Regions from separate parts of the Gossypium hirsutum genome. Here region 1 is linked to region 2. A link is a contact called in public Hi-C data. All regions are on one chromosome and are shown on one strand. The core of a region is the stretch at or near the end of the contact, and the rest is flanking DNA. Distances in the headings are between cores, read along the strand shown.

What was found. Hi-C and Micro-C count contacts between places; a contact is called where the count stands out from the background.
Region 1: a Hi-C map of leaf shows a contact between it and region 2, with 2.0 times the contacts expected there. The contact joins the promoter of LOC107913209 here to the enhancer-like site in region 2. A contact is called at or near these places in 2 of 34 Hi-C or Micro-C datasets (leaf and petal).

Annotation. Positions count from the first base shown.
Region 1 is chrD11:24,726,758-24,732,690 of Gossypium_hirsutum_v2.1, reverse strand. LOC107913209 reads left to right here and starts at 1,578. Exons shown (of 12, transcript XM_016841724.2): 1 at 1,578-2,186; 2 at 2,312-2,413; 3 at 3,287-3,367; 4 at 3,459-3,568; 5 at 3,674-3,809; 6 at 3,963-4,061; 7 at 4,362-4,467; 8 at 4,546-4,958; 9 at 5,035-5,193; 10 at 5,309-5,506; 11 at 5,650-5,933. The coding sequence starts at 1,911.
Region 2 is chrD11:24,598,540-24,603,995 of Gossypium_hirsutum_v2.1, reverse strand. No RefSeq gene overlaps it. Among protein-coding and RNA genes, the nearest start is that of LOC121223969, 12 kb to the right of the region's middle. Within about 2 kb of position 2,490, at least 4 of the 9 cell types and tissues checked have an H3K27ac peak or open chromatin away from gene starts, as enhancers often do.

The DNA.
Region 1 (5,933 bases), core at 329-2,828, 130 kb before region 2:
AATGTGCACTACACCTGTAACGACTACCCCATTAATCAGTAGGCTGAGTTGTAATGCAATATCCTCAAGTGTAATTGTTCATTCACTGTACGAAAAATGGAATGTGTGTGTTTCGTGTCTCCATCTCTCCAGCAAAGCGCTGATAAGTATAGGATCCAATTTAGTCTCATTCAAGTACCATTCTATAACACGTGATGCTTTCAGACTTAAATTGTGTATAGGTTTCAATAATTAGATCTTCGTCCTAATTATATAAACACAAAACACAAAACACAAAACACAATCAAAATACTAAATAAATTTCAAAAACTTAATAATGCTATTAACAAAATAAAAAAATATAATAATATTCTCATATCATCTGTAATTGGACATTGGATATGTGTTTATGATCCAGAAGAATTAATGTCATTGACATTTTTAAAACCTATAACGTTTATCAAATTAATTTATGCAATATACAAAAATTAATTTAATGAATGAATAAAATAAAATTTTATAATATTATTAAAATACCGTTAAATTAATAATTTATTTGACATAAAAATATTGTTAAATTGTATAATATAATTTGGCCCTATTATTAAACCAATTGTTACTTGAGATATTTCAGATGATAAGATTACCTTATGTTACTTGAGATATTTGAAATGATGAAAAGTAAACAAAGGCATGAAATTACTAATATCTGGTAACAAAAGAAAATATATTTTAGACTTTATTTAGAGATTGAAATAAAAATTGAGAGGAAGATGATTTTGAGAATAAAAATTAGAATTTGGATCGATGAAATTGAGTGAGAAAGAATTGAAATGTAAAGGGTTTATTTAGGGATGGAGGCAGGGTTAGTCGTTAGGTTATTTAACTTTTTTTTTAATTACATATTTATTTTATCATTGATCCAATGGTTTCTAGATTTTCTAATTGATGAGATTCAATGATTCTAACTTAATCTTTTTTGTTCTAAATGTTTTGTAGAGCGCTAGTATCATGTAAGTAAAAACACACTTTATTGGATGTGATTTCAAGAAAAATGTGTCCAAAATAATGCGTTTTTGCTTACGTGACATTCACGTCTTGCAAAATCAGCCTACACCCCTAATTTTTCTCAAAAATCACCTCAATTCCTTAATTTTTATTTTAAATCAACATTTTTCCCTAATTTTGCCCAACTATCAATATATATATATGGTGAAAATTTCTTTGTTGAAAAATTTTAGGTTAAAAAATGCCATAAGTTTCTATATTCTTATAAATTTGACATTTAGTCTTTTAAGTCTTTATTTCTAGAATTTTATTCTCTTTACTTTTTTAAGATTTCAAAATTTATATCCAACTGCTAACATTGTTAAAATTATTTCGTTAAATTTAGGTCCATTGCAATATAATTTTTTAATTACATGACTACTAATTGAGTATTTGTTTTTCATTTCAAAATTTCAAACCAACAAATTTGATAAAAAAAAACTTAAATTTTAAAATTTGAAAAATGAAAAGACTATATTCTTAAATATAAAAGTATAAAATCTAAAATCTAAATGTATTAAGTGGACATTTTAATCAAAATTTTAAATTCAAAATATAAAGAAAGGAAAATGGAAAAAGAATCCGGGATTCACTAAAGATAATATCCACGCGACGTGCAGTTTCAAATGCCGGAGATAACACTAGTAAAACTAATAGAAAGAAAGAAATTAACAGCCACATGGCTCCTATATAACCCCCAAATTCCAGTTTCTCAACCTCTTATCCGCCGCCATTATTGCTTCTGGGGGGAATTTGCTCTTTTCCTTTTCCAAATCCACACACAAGAAGATTGAAAAAACAAACAGAATCAGCAATTTTAACATTTTACACTTTTTCTATTCTCTCTCATAAACACTTTCCCCTAGAAAATTAACCAAACACACATGGACTCTTCCCCTGTCAACTGGGAAGCACTCGAAGCTCTCATCATCGATTTCGCCAAATCAGAAAACTTGATCGAGGACTCTTCCCCACCCTCTTCCCCTTCTCTCTCCTCTTCCCCTTCCCTCTCTTCCTCTTCTTATCTTTCCAGGTTAATCATTCGCCAGATCAGAAGCTCCTTAGAGGCCGGTGACGTTGACGCCGCCATCGATCTCTTCCGAGCTCATGCTCCTTTTGTCCTGGAAGATCATCGCCTTCTCTTTCGGTTACAGAAACAGGTTAATATCCTACTTCTCTCTTATTATTTTGTATTAATTAGAATGTGCTTTAGCTGTAGTTAGTTCCTTCGTTTTTGGAGTTTTAAATTTTACATCGTTGATTGAAGTTTTGTTTTCTTTTGAAGAAATTTATTGAATTATTGAGGGAAGGAACTACGGAGGATCGTGGCCCCGCAATTGATTACTTAAGGACGTTTCTTGCTCCTTGTGCTCTCAATGCCTATCCAGTAATGTTATCTTCCTTTGTTTGTTTTTTTTTTGGCTTTTAATTTAATATTTGGACTCATAAGATACTTTTTTTTTTTAATTTGAGGAACCTTGATTTAATATTATTCTTTTATTCATCGCCGTTTTTATTTGAATTAATTAAGAGGAATAGTATGATACATGCACGGTGTGGTCTTTAAAGTTTCATTGTAGTTAAGGGCATCTTATTGTCAGCTAAAGTGCTTTGTATATTTTCTTAATCCTTAATCTGGTTTGAAAAGATTGTGCTATTCTTTGGATGTGGGTCTTTTATTTGATTCTGGTAAATAATGGAGATAGAGTATAGGGAGCTACGGTGCTGGTGTGATGTTGGGAATTCCTTTTTGAAGTGGAATTTTAAAAATATGAAACGGGAATCTTTTAGCAGCTGCGTAGTTGTCTTCCTGTCACCCTATATGCTCGTGTTCTACCAAATTCTTAATTGAGATTTGGAGGAGGTTTGATTTTTTCAAACCTTCAGAGACTAGACATTATAATTGGAAAATGAACTTCCCAGGTGTGTGTCAATGTTATTGATCATATAGAACGTGCATAAATTTAAAAGCTAGTCATTTGGATAAGGCGATCCAATCTTAGACTTGGAGTGCTGTTGGGGTTTTAGAGTTGACTTACAATCGAGGATAAGGAGAATCAAATCTCTGAATTGTTTTTCAACTTAAAGTACAGTTACTTGGTGACATTTTTGGGGGTGGATTTGGCAGTCTAACTGTTGCTTATAGTACTTTTATAGAATCAATTTAATGCCTGTATAACATACCTAAAAAACAATTGATCAATTGAAATATATTCTGTTCACTTGGGAGTTCTGATAGATTTTTGCATCTGTATTTAAGGAAGCATATGAGGAATTCAAGCATGTTCTTCTTGCCTTTATATATGACAAGGATGATCAGACTTCCCCAGTGGCAAATGAGGTGAGTTGGAATTTGTTCCCATGGCAAATATTACTATGATTGGTGAGAAAAGGAGTCTTGTGCTTACAAGAAATTGTTATAATGTGCACAGTGGGCTGAGAAGAGGAGGTATGAGATTGCTGGATTAATGTCTTCTGTTTTAAGAGCCCATTTACATGCATATAATCCAATCTTTTCAATGACATTGAGATATTTGATAAGGTACACTGCAACTCTCAATAGATATAATTTCATGGGATACTTTCTGTGAGATAGTGTGCTTATATTGATTTTGATAAGTTCACAATGGTTTCTTACACTTTTCAGCATTCATAAAGGATTTTGCTTTCGACAAGGAATTTTATCACCTATTTCAGATCTTATTGAGAGATTGCTACTTTTGGAACGTGATCCTCCTGCAATACCTCAAGATAGTTTGTATGAGGCACAACCATTTGATGAGGTGCAGTTTTCTTATCTAGGGCGTTTTTATTTGTTTCTTGAGGATAAAATGACTTGTATTTTCAAATGGGTTGATGCATGAATTTGCTGTATTATGTGTTCTGCCAGTTCACATGGATGCCTTCTATATTTCTGTGTTGATTTTGAAATCCAGGTGGATATACAAGCACTTGCGCATGCTGTAGAGCTTACAAGACAAGGGGCTATTGATAGCTTGAGATTTGCCAAGGGCGATTTGTTTCAGGCATTTCAGGTTTTTGAAACATTTATGAATCTAATCCCTCCCTCATAATTCTTAATTTTTTGAAGTTGGATTTTGCATTGTCTCTGTTCTTTTAAAGTTCAATCAAATATGATAACTGTTTTATTTAATAAATCAAAGACAATGTCAAATAAGTTGTATGTTTCTTCATTGGATAAAATTTGGAAAATAAATAAATAAACCAATAGTTAAAGTTGCTTTTAACTTCAAGTCTGAAGGCCCATTGTAATATGTGTGCCTCCAATTTTTTTGGGGGGTAATTGATTGTTAACGTTATGACAATGCATGCAGAATGAAATATGCAGAATGAGATTGGATGCTGCCATGCTTGATGAACTTGTTCGTGAGTACTGTATTTACAGGGGAATTGTGGAATCTGGTAGTCTCATCCCATCTAGTGAGATTCTAACATCAATTTCTTTTCACTATATGTATCCTTATTTGTGGGAGTGCTGATCAACATATTCTTCCTCAGGAGTGCAAACACTTTCAGAACCTTTGAAAGGTAATCCATCGGAGTCTGGGTGTTATTCAACACAAGACGGTTCCCTTGATGTGGATTATAGCAGTTCTAAGTGGTCAAATAGTGAAACTTCTGATACTACAGATATGAGTAGTATGCGTGGCACTAATGTCGAATTAAGGTATGCTTCTGACCCAGCGAACAACCTCGAAGATTGTAGCACCAGTGGGTCACATCAGTCTGAAAATTTGAGGCTCCCGAGAAACAGAAGCCATGGAGCTGGTGAAAGAAGTAAACGCAAGAGATGGAGGGGAAGACATGATGAACTAGATCATATTTCTGATATACATTTTAACCGATGCAGCAAGCAAGAGGTTAGCACTGCAATGCAAGTTGCCAGCGCAACAATATCAAAAGCACAACAGGTATATTTTGCATTTTTTTTATGATACTTCCCTTATGATAGATTGATAGAGATAACAGCATGAGTTTATTCATCAGGGAGTGGAAAATATCAATGGGGAAGAGAAATATGAAATTGTTCTGGGGATGAAAGAACTAGCTAGCAGAGGAATGGCTGCTGAGGTTGTGGAGGAAATTAATGCATTGGACCCAAACTTCTTTGCACAAAATCCAGTTTTGTTATTCCAACTGAAGCAGGTCATTTGATTTTGCACTGGAGTGGCTTCATTAAGTGAACATTCAGCGTGAATTTCTGTTTCAATTGTCAATAAGATGCATAGAATGGTTGGTTTGATTGTTGTGTTTGTTTTAGGTTGAATTTCTGAAACTGGTTGGATTGGGTGATCACTCTGGTGCTCTAAAGGTTGCATGCTCCCATTTAGGTCCCTTAGCTGCCAGTGACCCCAATTTGCTGAAGCCCTTGAAGGAGACTTTGTTGTCACTGCTTCGGCCAAGTGAAGATGCACTTGTGACAGGCTTGCCCTTACATGCTCTTGCAACTTCACTTCAGGTACCTTAAGTTTTCAATTATGCTTAGTCTTCCCTAGTTGTAGTAGCCATTGGTTATTATTAATGAACCTGTTATCTCTGGAGTGTTGGTTGATTATATATACAACTATTTTCCTTTTTCCACATAAAAATACTCTTGGTTAGGTTGCTTTTGGGAAAAGGCTTGGGATTGAAGAGCCTCAGCTTGTGAGGATAATGAGAGCAACCCTTTACACACATACCGAATGGTTCAAACTTCAAATGTGTAAAGATCGATTTGAAAGTCTCCTGAGAATTGATTCTTTGAAGGAAAATAGTACTCCTGTTCTAACTTCCTTGGCCTCTTCAAAGTCGAATACTGAAAGCTGCAACCTTGGGTCTTCACAAGTTACCATCTCATCAACAACCCGTGTATCAGATGACGGTGGAAGTCCAAATCAAGCATCATC
Region 2 (5,456 bases), core at 1,241-3,740:
TTAAGTATAAAAACATGAATTTAAAGGATTAGGAGCATAAAATTCACCATTAACATCGAATAATCACCTAAAATCGTATTAAGAATGAGATTAAAATATGTTACTTTTAGTACTTATCAATTCCAAAATTTAAATTAAAAAAATTGGCTTTAATCCTATTTCTCAATACTAGGCATCCTAAATTGCACCATCCATTTTTTCATAAGATCGAACTCATTAATGATAGAATCTGTTAAAAATTCTTGAGCTGTGTCTTTTTCGATGTATCTCACCAAGTAGTTAAAATAAAATCATCCTCCATTCTATTGCGAGGCCTTGTCTTCATAATTTTTATGGCTGAAAATGCTTGTTCGGTTGTTGCAGTATACACAGGAAGAGTTAGCACAAGATGAATAATCCTATCAAGAAAGGATAAATACTTGACTTATTTGTCTTAACTAACACTTGACACAACTCGACAACTGTAAAAACTTTCTGCAACTTTGTGCTTTGATAAACATCAAGTTAAAAATGCTCCAATTAATATTTTTTTATTAAAGTTATTGAAAAATACTTTGTTAATATAAAATGTAACATTATGGTTTAAGGGGGCGAATGTTATACAATGTGGATATCAAATTTAAAATACATGATAATTTATATATAAAATTCAAAAACCTGAAAATTTCCAAGGGGGACGACCATCCCCTACTCCCCCTGGATTCATCCCTGCCTCCTAATATTATTCATTAACAAACCCCAAAGATTTTATATTTTATAATTAGGTCCTTAATAAAAATATAATTTATCAAACAATTCACACTTAATTCAAGCTTGATTCACTATCATCCAACACACATTTCTATCATGTTCTTTCTTAATTTAACTAGATTCTTTAAAGCTTAAACATTCAAAATTCTTTAAGCTTTCAATAATGGCGGTTTGTTTAAAACTCTATCAGTTTCCAAATCCTATACAATCTTACTTACATACAAAAAAAAAATTAAAAATTCACATGGAAATCAAATAAAATCCTCACTTGCATGGTGATTTAAGGGACGGCAAATTGGAAATGGAAGAAAGGTTTTATTCTCTCTTCCACTTTCTTTTATATATATAAGTAATTTAATTAGGCTTAATTAACATCATTTAATTAATTAATATAAAACCATTACTTAATATAAATCATATTAATAACAGTGAATGAGTTTAAGCATATCATCCCACTATCTCAACATTAATGTGGTTTAACTATTCTATAATCTCTTAATTTCTAATTAAATTTTTCTCCATTTTCTAAATTAAACTCAATAATGATTACAATTTTACAATTCAGCCCCTGTACTATTTTTAATAATGATTTAAACTTAGTATCATTTAATAATTCAACTCTAAACTTTTATACTCAATACAAAATCATTCGATTTTAGTTTGTCTACTAACTCAACTTAATTAATTCGGTTCAAAATCAAATTTTACGACACCGTTAAAAGTCGGATCTTTATAGTAACACTATATTACTTACTGTAACAATAATACATAATATATTAATTATCATTATACATTATTGTTTACTATTATATTGATTGAATATGCTTTAAATCCCTATACTCTTTATACATTTGAAAGTTAACCATCCTGCTATATTATATAATACTACATTTTATCATATAATATCTTTTTCGGTAGAAATAATATATTATATATTAATAGTTTATATATATGCATTAATGATTGAACAATATAATATTATGTAATACTATATCGTTTATTATAATCTATAATATAATAATAGTTATATATATAAAGTTCTAGTAGTAGTTACATATATTATTATATTTTGTAACAATATATCATCTATTATAGTTGGTAATTAAAACTAACTTAACCAACCAAATTAAGTCAATTCAAGCAAATTGATTAGTAAATTCAGTTTTGATTTTGTACTAATTAACAGTTCTATACATATAGGCATTAATAGATTTAAAACATATTATTACATTATGTAATACTATATAACATACTATAATAGTAGTACATAATATATTAATTATTATAGTTTATAGTTTATTATTATATTAGTTCGGATACACTTTAAGTCCTTATACTTTTGGTGAGTTAGCCCTCTAAATATATTATATAATATTATATCATATCATATCATATATAATATATTAATAGTTTATATATATACATTAAGATGGAATTAGGTAATTGGTTAATTTAATGATTCATTTAACAGGTATTTAAACTCAAACCTAAGCCAAATATCAACCAAACTAAAACCTAAACCCAATTTAAAATTTATTCAAAGCCCATTCAAAATAATAACCTCTAACATAGAGTGGAAACCTCTTAGCCGCTAAACCCTAACACTATATAATTCAATTAAGCAGTAAAATATAAACCGCGGCGGAAAATGGCCAATATCACTCTAACTAGGGCTTTTTGCGTCGTTGTCTTGATGCTGTTGGCGTCAGTCTGGGCTAGAGATGTACCAGGTAAATACATCGACTATGGTCAGATTCGTGGGTCCTCCCCTTCTTGTGGTGGCGACCTGAAGACATGTCTTCCCCAAAAGCCTGCTGCTAATAGGTACGACAGGCCCTGTAATCACGATAATCATTGTCGCGATGGAAACAAGGGATGAGAGAGCAGTTCTTTTGATACTTCGTTTAAAACTTTTTCTTTTGTTTGTAATTTTTCTTTATCATTTGATGTGTTTGTTTGTTTGGTATAGCATATGGCTAGAGATGTATTCTTTGCTTGATTCTTTTTGTATATTGAAATTTCGTACTATATGAAAAATTGGATTACTTCAAAAAAACGAAAGTATTTTTTCTCTTCTGCTTCCAAGGGTAGAACATTTTCTTGTGATCCAGTCTACTGAGATTCTTGTTCCCTAAGAGGAACCAAGGTCGTTGTGCTGTCCTTTGTTTTGTGCTTTTCTCTCTTAACTCTTTTAAGACTTGTCTCTCTTAATTGGCCAAAAGATTGCTTTTTCTTGGTTTCATTGTCCTCATCTCTTTATCAGGATCTAGTCATATTATATTCTAGCCTTAGAACTAGTTTGGGATTAAATTAAGCTTTATTGTTTATTCTGTTGATCTAACTGCTAAGTTTAGGATTAAATAAAGCATTTAGCTTTTTATTTTCTTTGATCATTCATGGTTGAAAAAGGGTTAGAGGGTAGTTATTTAAGCTTTATACTATTCCAAGTTTAAATACCTTAATAGGTATTGGTTTTGTTTTGGATGGTGACGTTCCATTGGAGGTGTTGCTCTTCAGTAGCTGTCTTGGTATCTTGATATTCATGTCCTCCCTTCCAGTCCTGACAACTTTTAAAATTCTTGGTGTTGCTCCTTTGCCTACAATCAATTAAATTTTCATTGATGGTCCTGTATCTTCCTTAAATACTCTTTTTGTTCCATTATATAGGATATCCTTATTATTTGGTTTTTTCAGTGTATAAAATACTACCCATTTATCACTTGGCTTTCATTGGTTGGACATATCTGCAACAGAAGTTCCAAGAATCTTGCTTTGAGCAGCTAAAATCAATTAACACTTGCCAAACTCATATTTGTAGGCCATTATTTTTCTTTCAATTTTAGCAGGAAAGATCCAACTTTAGTCCCTAATCTATTTAGAAAGAAATTTTGTTAAGGTAGCTTTATGTGGTCTAAGAATTTATCTATTTAGGTGCACCCAAATTATTTTAAGTACTAAATTTCACAATTTAGTGTTCTTTCGGATTTCATCGCATCTCAGACAAGATCACGTACTTTTTAGATTACGTTTTTTACCTACCTAAATATATGAAAGTGATAAATGGACTTTAGAAGGCCTATCACAGTGCCCGTAATAACTAGACACAATATATCGTATACTTAAGATTTTGATCTTAATGTTGATGAGACCTTGGTTTGATGGTATGAATAAAGTCTTGGAAATTTTGAGATTTAAGTTTAAGTTCACCACATGTGGGTTTAGCGTTATTAACATCTTATATGAAAGAGATCGACTTGACAGTTGTTGGATTGAAGATGAGGGGCTTGCAAAACGAGAGATGAGCGGTGAGGGTGCTGGAGATGATGCTCTTTGTTGCAAAACTAATGAGGATAGTGTAGGTTAAAGAGATTTTTACCAAGTAGCAATAAGATTATAGAAAAGAAAAAAAGGATGCCTCTTCATGGATACATGCATGTTTATTTTGTATACAAAATCCTCCGGTTGTCCTTAAGACTGCCGTTTGCATAAGAGTGCATGAGGGCCAAGCTGTCTGGAACATGTGTCTTTAGTCCAATGGGACACTACCTCCAATCCTTTTATTAATCCTACCGCCTAATGTGTATTGGGTATTATTGGTGAGGGGTTCATAATAATTTGTTATCCAAATATTCTGCGCCAGTCGAATGTTCTTAGAATTTGAGCCTTTGGTTTTTTTGGGGATGGGGGTTTAGTTCTGATTTCTATGTTGTAAATGTAAGGATGGATTATTGCATGTCATGGTACCGAATAAGAGGTACTTCTACAAACAATGAGGTATGTACTTGGATTAAAATTAAGGTATATAGTTGGTGTAGAAGCTGAAGTTTTGGCCACTGGGGCAGTGTTTTCCTCTATCTAAATTATGTGGCCCAGACTGTTGCCAAGACTTTGGACTGCAAGGCTAGATCGGCCTGCATATGTTGTCATCCAAGAGGCTACTTCAATACTGATTTTCAACATCATTACCCAAAGCATGCTAGTCAGCTATAACTGTCCGAATGTTGTAGCTTTCTCGTTATAAATAATTCTGAGCATTGCATGGATGGAGATAAGGTGTATTTTTCACTTTTTTGAGAGAATGATGTGGACATCACAGGAGAGTATTCTTTTCTAGAGCCGGCAATGGAGCTACACAAGGACACCATGACTGAATCAAACCCTTCATTTATTGGGACTTTCCGGGACCCTCTTTTTGTTTTTGGGTTTAAACCCAAACTGTGATTGGAAAGTTCCATCATCAGCAAATTCAACTAACAAAATCCAAGCGCACAATCATTCCAAATTTATGGCTTGCTTGCTAATGGTGCTAGCAGTCTGTTAGCTGGTCCGGGCCTAGTGCATGGTACCTGTCCCTGGTGGTTCAGTTTTCTACGTGTCTATTTGGACCACGTCTACAGCCGATTGGGACAGTGACTGATTGTTTCTTTTTAATCAAAAGATAAAAACCTGCAAAAAATAATGCCAAAGATGCTTTTAATAAAATGTTATTTTGTACCCAGTAAAATCTGGCATCGAATTTTCCCAAAAGACAATTGGTCATCTCATCTATACAATGTCATGCATGTGAAATTGTTTGCTACAAAGTTTTTTCTGGCTCTATGGCTTGTTTTGGCTTTTAAATCAAAGATTCGATAGATATTTCATGATTTAAAGCCTCGTTTGGCTTTTCCCATTTCAAGATCCTTCGTTCCTTACAAAAGCAATAT